2 separate regions of the Hordeum vulgare genome follow, and region 2 is linked to region 1. The links are chromatin contacts, called in public Hi-C maps. All regions are on one chromosome and are shown on one strand. The core of a region is the stretch at or near the end of the contact, and the rest is flanking DNA. Distances in the headings are between cores, read along the strand shown.

Region 1 (3,680 bases), core at 331-2,830:
ATCTTTTTAAATGGACTAACACTTTGTTTAAGTTTTATGGAAAATTTATTTTGAAATTCAGAAAATAGATATATTGAAAAGAATAAAACAAACTTGTGCGGGCCTATAGTTACGCCATACACAAAATTACATAAAAAAATGCTTGAAGAGGTACATAGAAAGATAACCTCTAGCTCAACAATTTACGTGAAGCAACTGAGGACCTGGTGGTTTGCTTGTGTGCACTAATTGACCGATAGTCTCCAGTTCTTTAGGTTCGATCCTCCATATAGCTATTGTTTTTCCTTTTCCCGTACCGACATGTGCAACCCATATTTCTGGCATTAGGCTTTTTGTAATTAAATAAATTATGAGACGTTTTTCTGAAGAAAAAAGTTGTGGAGTACAAGAAATGTACTTCCTTCTGTTCATATTATTTATCTTGAGTTTGTCTAGATATGGATGTATCTAGACATGTTTAGTGTTAGAACATCCGTATCTAGACAAATTCAAGACAAATATTTGGAACCGGAGGGAGTATGTGAAACATATCATAAGACGGGTTTATCAAGTTTAAGGACCGTATTAAAACAGTATTCTCAAGTTCTGGGACCGTACTGAAGCAGTTTCTGAGTTTAAGGATCATTGTGGACATAGCCACCAAATTGAAGGACCATACATGCATTTTACTCTCAAGTTTAAGGACCGTATTGAAGCGGTATTCTCAAGTTCTAGGACCGTATTGAAGCAGTTTGTGACTTTGAGGACCATTGTGGACATCGCCACCAAGTTTGAGGACGATACATGCATTTGACTCTCAAGAGTGTGATGGACTAACCAATCCACCGTCCCGCATGAGCTCCTCCAGTAATGCTTCTTTCCCTCTTTCTCCTTTCCTCTTACGTCTTCTTCTTTTTTCTTTCTTTTTCTTTTTTCACTTTCCACTTCTTCTTTTTCCTCTTTTCATATTTAATTTTATTCTTCTTCCTTTTTCAATTACATGATTTTTTTTGTAAAATTTAGTTAACTTTTTTTTAATTATTATGAATTATTGTTTTATAAATTATGCTGAACTATTTTCAAAATGGATGAATTTTTACAAGTTTGATGAACTTGTGTTATAAAATTCAATGATTTTTTCTAAAAAAACGATGAACATTTTTTCAAAATCTGTGATTTGTTTTCAAATTTTATAAACTTTTCCAAAAATGATGAACTTTTATCAAATTCGATGAACTTTTTTCAAAATCAGTAAATAAAATTCATAATCTGTGAAATTTTTCAAAAATATTGAATTTTTATATAGTTTGATGAACTTTTTTTCAAAATCGGTGAATGTTTATAAAATTCGATGAATTTAAAAAAATTATGAACAATTTTTAAATTCGATGAAAGTTTCTTTAAAATCAGTGAACTTTTTTGAATTCGGTTGACTTTATAAAACTTTTATGAAGTATTTTAAAATTGATGAACTTTTTTAATATACCGATTTGTTTTATAAGTATTTATTTATTTACTTCTTTTTTATTAAATTCAACTGTTATTGGGCTGGCCCGGAGCGCCAGGAGCGGGAATGGGCGCCTGTAGCGCCGTATAGGAGCACCCCGTTCGCTGGGTGGGCTTCCGCCTAGCAAACATTTTTCGTTCGCTCGAACGGAAGGTTCCCGTGGAACGATCGGTTTGCCAGGACCCCGTTTCCTTGGGAATGTTCCCCAGTTATGTGCGTCCATTTTCATGGACGATCTAGTGACCGATTGCCAAGGAGGAGCTCCCATCTACTGATTCGTTCGCCGGGCGGTGATCGACGAGAGTCCCTGCTCGATGCCGGTTAGCGTCAAAATGACGACCTCCGGCTTAAGAGAATCGCAAGCGGGCCGGCCCATTTGCATTGAACATATTTTGACATATGTTTAACAGTTTTTAAATGCACACAGAACATTTTGTAGTATACACTGAACAAATATTTAAATACACAACGAAAAATTTAATGATATATGCTGAAAAATATTTAATACTCCCTCCTTCCTAAATATAAGACATTTTAGAGATTTCACTACATACTACATACGGATGTATGTAGTCATATTTTAGAGTGTAGATTCACTCATTTTACTCCGTATGTAGTCTATAGTCAAATCTCTAAAAGGTCTTATATTTCGGAACGGAGGGAGTACACATTGAACTTTTTCGTAAATATATGTTGAACAATTTTAGAACACACAATGAACGTTTTTGAAACTATCTTGAGCATTTTATTAAATAGGGCAAACACATCCTTAAAATACGATGGCCATTTTTGTATATATACATGCAATGAATTGTGTATAATACGCAAAAAAATAAAAAAGTAAAAGCAAAGAAAATAAAAAGTAGAAACAGAAAAAGAAAAAAGTAATGGAAGAAACAGGAAAAGGAAGAAAAGGTAGGGCACGGGCCGGTCCAAACTGGGACGTCGAGTGGCCAGGCTTTACGGAAGCCACGTCTTTTGACGCCTGCGGGTGTCAAATAGGATCTGTCGAGAGCAACTAATCGAGAAAAGCTTCTTTGATAGCCTCCCAACAATCACAGGCGCCGTCATTTGATGCGTTTAAAGCCATCTTCATGTGTCATGTTGTGGATGCTTCCTTCAGATTTATGTTTCGGCTATTTTTCAGTTTTTTCGGCTTTTCAGGTTTTCACTAGTCTTTCTTAACTTTTGGACAAAAACAAATTTCAATTTTTTTGCATATATAAACATAATTTTTTCTTTCAAGAGAGGTGTAATTTTGCTATCCTGAGAGGCACAGCCGTGTCTTTCAAAAACGAAAAAAACATGTTTTTTTCACAAGAGGAACGGATTTGCGTACATGGGAGGCACAACCGTCCCTTTCCGAAGCGAAAAAATATGGTTTTTCTACGAGACGCATGATCATGCCTCTCGGAAATGAAACAACGTGTTTTTATTTTTTTTCTTCTTTGAGAGTCACGGTCTTGCTTTCACGAGAGGTATGGATTTGCTTCCGTAGGAGATAAGGCCGTACCTCTCGAAAACGGGAAAAATGTATTTTTTTCGTGAGAGGCACGATTCCTTTCTCCGTTTTTTCGTTCTTTTTATGAAAAAACTTCAAATCCTATCAACACGAGTTCTGGTTTTGAAGTTCTCGACGCGGGAAATCCAACGTTGAAAACGGTTCGATATTTGAACACACGGTCTAAAAGATAAAATATTTTAAATAAACAGATCTATGAAAAAAGAAAAACTTTCATGTTATGCATCACTTGTCACAACATGGAAAGATAAAAGCGGCATTTGGAATGTATACACCTTAATTAGTGATTTCGGGATCTGCCGGGATCCACCAACGGAACCCCTTCATCTTTCGCCAAGGGATGGCGAGGGCGAACCCCGCCCATAGGCCGAGTTATAACTGTTTTCTTTTAATAAAAAGGCAATAAACAATAAATAAATATGTATCCTTATAAAACATAGAAATCATTAATTTATAATTTCCATGGTCTGAAAAATACGAAAGTTCAGATGCTACTTTATAAAACCTGACATTTCTCTAATTTATAAACTTACCAATGGTATGATTAAGTAAGTGTTGTGTGATTTAAAATAAATAAATTAGGATGGCTCCAAGGTCTCCGACAACGATCCCACGATGGAGAGGGGCTCTGATGACGACAACGCGCTGGACCTCGTGCTTGTGCATGCCAAC
Region 2 (3,889 bases), core at 24-2,523, 250 kb after region 1:
CATGGCCGGTAGATGCAAGACGAGGCGACCATGGCGAGGGACGCGAACAATGATGAAGAGGTTGCAAGAAGACAAATAAGGGTGAGGTATGCGTCCATGGTTGCGAGCGGGGCTGTCGAGCACAAGTCCCTATTACGAGTTGTAGGTGGTCGTTGCAAACGCGGCGATCCAACACTAGCTTGCCGCAAGCAGAATCATGCGAGGGAAGGGAGCTTGAGGACGAAGGAAAACAAGTGAATGAGAGAAAAAATGTTAATCCAAAAAAACATATCCTGAAATAATGCAAGCATCAGGACTTGAAACCTGGTGGGCTAAAAGTATCACTGTCCCTCTAACCATTCAACTACGGGTTAGTTTGCAAGAATGTTGATATTCGGAGAGTTGGAGATGGTGAAAAAATCTAACATATGGGATGAATGGGATAACCAAGGGTCTGCAACGGTGCTGCGGCAAGGTGCTTTTGCACAACGACCGTATTGCAACTCCCGTGGCCGATACTGCGAGTGGAGGAGAGCGGTGCTCCGAGCGTCGCGGCGTTGGGGTGCTGCAATGCGTGCTACTCCCTCCGTTCTTAAATATAAATCTTTTAAAATATTTTATTAAGAGTCTACATACGAAACAAAATGAATGAATTTATATTTTAAAATATGTCTATATATATCGGTATGTAGTCCATTAGTGAAACCTCTTTAAAGACTTATATTTAGAAACGAAGGGAGTACATGCGTTCCATGTTTTTCCGTGGGATGTGTGCATTGAGGGAGCATGACGAGTTATCAGCCGGACGCGCAGTAGGCACTTTTATTTGCCTGGATTAACCTTGGTCTATGCCTTTGGTTCGATGGAAATGTCACGGCTTCCGATTAAAGTGTTTTTGCAAATCAATCTATTGTTGGATAATTATAAGGATAGTGATATTTTTAGTTTATCAGAATTCAAATCCTGATACTTGCATTATTTTATTTTATTTAGAATTTTCAGCGATAAACTTTGAGTGGGAGAGATGTCTCTGTCCACGACGAGATATCTATGATGACTTCGTAAATCTCAACATGATATATCGATTCAATCTCTTGGATATACTCATAGAGATAGAATATGTGTGTACTTTTAAAAATGAATTTATGCGTGTATATATAAATGGTTGCATCAATATTGTGTTAAAAAATAATTACAACGCTTTCTATAACAGTATCCCCCGTTTAGTTGGCCCACTTCATATTAGGTGGCGGCATCTTTCGACGAAAATCCTATTCGTTGCTGAAGCAGCGAATTGCCCAGGCTTCGCACAGAGGGACGGATGCAAGCGACGCGCATGGACCAGCCCACTTTCAGCATTGCATAATGCGGCTGAGTTTTTTTTCTGTGCTGTCTTTTTTCTGTTTATTCTGTTTTTCAATTGGTTTTTGCTTTTCTTTTCTATTTTTCTGCTTCTCCTTTCCTTCTTATTTTATTTTTTCATTTTTTTTCAATTTTGATTCAGAAATTTCTAAAATGTTTCATGTTCCAAAATTTGTTTCGAATTTTGAAAAATGTCCTATTTTCTAATTTTTTAGCAATATAAAAATGTTCAAAATTTCAAACAAATAGAACTTCAAAATGTTTATGTTTCAAAAAAATTGTTTCCTAATTTATTTGCGATTTTAAAAAATGTTCAATATTTGAAAAAATGTTCATGATTTGGTGTTTTTGTTCCGAATTTTATGAAATGTTCCATTTTTCATGATTTCATATTTAGTTCATAAATTCGAAAAATGTTCGTGTTTAAGAATATGTTTGAGAATTTCAAAAAATGTTCGCATTTCTGAATTATCATTCGGGAGTTTCAAAATATGCTTGTTTTTTCCAAAAAAGTTTATGTTTTCAAACACTGTTCGTGTTTTCGAATTTTCTTTCGAATTTTTTAAAAATGTTCACAGTTTTTAAAAAATTGTCTTTGTTTTTGAAAAAAATTGGGCGTTTAAAAATGTTACACTTTTTAAAATATGTTCACAAATGTTTCCCTTTTTATGTTTAAACAATATGTTCGGGAGTTCAAAATATTTCTTTGTTCTTTTTTTCTCTCATCTTTCCCTTTTTCTGTTTTTCCTTTTCTTTCTATTTCGTTTTTTCTATTCTTCCTTTCATTTAAACTCTGGAGGTTCAAAAAATGTTCACGTTTGCAAAAAATGTTCTAGTTTGCAAAAAATTCACAAATTTCAAAATATGTTCATGGTTTTAATTTTATTCAGGGGAGTTTCAAAAAAGGTGTGCGTGTTTCCAAAAATTGTTCATATTTTTAAAAAAATTAATAACGAGAAAAAATGTTCATAAGTATAGAAATTTTGTGCAGAAATTCCAAAAAGTTTAGAATTTCAAATATTTGTTCGTGTCTTATGAAAAATGTTCCAAAGTATAAAATGTTTGCGTTTAAAAAAAACAGAAAATGTTCCCAATTTCAAACTTGTTCAAAAAAATTAAAAATACTTATTTTTGAAAAAATAAAAATTTGGAAAAATGCTCCCACATTTAAATTTTGTTCACAAATTTAAAAAACAATCATGTTGTGAAAGTGTTCAAGGATTTAAAAAAATGTTTCCACTTTCAAATTATGTGCAGAATGAGATGTGAACATTTGTCGCCAATGCAACAAATGTTCTGGAATTTCAAGAATTGTTCTAGGTTTCCAAATTTGTTTACAAAGTTGAAAAAGTCCATGTTTTCAAATGTGTTTGCAAATTCAAAAAAAATCATGTTTCAGAAAAGAAAATCATCATTTCGAAAAATGTTCCTGTTTTTCATACAATGTTTGGGACATTTGAAAAACTGTTTGTATTTCAAAAAATGTAGTCATTTTACTCTTTTTTTCAAGTGTTGCGTCGTTGTCGCCCATTTCTTCAATTGAGCTTGCTTGTCATAGTGGCAAGCACAGCCTACGCGTGACTTAGGCTCCGTTTGGAAGGTCGTTTTGTTTTTACAGGTGTAACGGTTTACGGAGGTATTATACCGTTCATAAATATAAAACCGGCGACGGTTTACGAAGGTATTATACCATTCACAAATATAAAACCGGCGGATAAGAATACACCTGTTGCTTGGCCTGTAAAAACTTTCGGCTGTAATGAACTAACGCCACCAAAACAACCGAAGCAAGCGTGATTTTAGGATCCGGTCGGATTTTTTTACAACTCCGACTTGAAAAACGCCCCGACTGCCGGCTGCTAGCTATAACCGTTGCCACATCACATAAAGTCAAACAGTTGCCACATCACATAAAGTCATACAGTTGTTTTGGGCTGGAAAACGCCGAACCAATCGGGGCGAAGTCCGGGGTTCGAATCGTAGGTTAGGAGTTTGGCGCTTTCAGGTCTGAGGTCCTGTCTTCCGATGCTTCTGCTCGCGAGACCAAAAACGGCAAGACCGAAGGTGATTAGAAAACCGGGAGAAGAACGCTCAAAACAAACAGATCTCGTATTCGGTAAAACTAGTTTGAAATCGGAGCTTCCCGATACCCAAGTCGAATACACTACCTGAGCTCAAAACAAACGCGTCGAGTCATCACAACCCAGATCCGATCGATTCCTAATCAGTAATGCATCCGGAGACCAATCCAGTTTGATGCAGTTTGCAATGTCTAAGCGCCGTTCCATCCGGAACCAGGCGACGGCCGGCGATGATCTGCCGCGGGACGTCCTCGCCAGCGCCCTGCTCCGCCTCCCGGCGAGCGACCTCCGCCGCGTCTGCAAGGAGTGGCGCCATGTCATCTCCGATCCAGCGTTCATCCAAGCGCACACGCTCCACGGTCCTCGCACCCTCACATACACCGTCGTGTTCTTTCCTGAAAAAGCTATTGAATAATTAGGCACAATTTTCATGATTAATTTTAAAATATAAATCATGACGATACTAA

The links. Hi-C and Micro-C count contacts between places; a contact is called where the count stands out from the background.
Region 2: a Hi-C map of leaf shows a contact between it and region 1, with 5 times the contacts expected there. The contact joins two enhancer-like sites. A contact is called at or near these places in 2 of 6 Hi-C or Micro-C datasets (leaf and seedling).

Annotation. Positions count from the first base shown.
Region 1 is chr5H:499,054,466-499,058,145 of MorexV3_pseudomolecules_assembly, forward strand. No RefSeq gene overlaps it. Among protein-coding and RNA genes, the nearest start is that of LOC123397183, 14 kb to the right of the region's middle. Within about 2 kb of position 1,581, at least 2 of the 3 cell types and tissues checked have open chromatin away from gene starts, as enhancers often do. A contact at or near this core is called in leaf, where this site is marked.
Region 2 is chr5H:499,307,503-499,311,391 of MorexV3_pseudomolecules_assembly, forward strand. No RefSeq gene overlaps it. Among protein-coding and RNA genes, the nearest start is that of LOC123400062, 12 kb to the right of the region's middle. Within about 2 kb of position 1,274, at least 2 of the 3 cell types and tissues checked have open chromatin away from gene starts, as enhancers often do. A contact at or near this core is called in leaf, where this site is marked.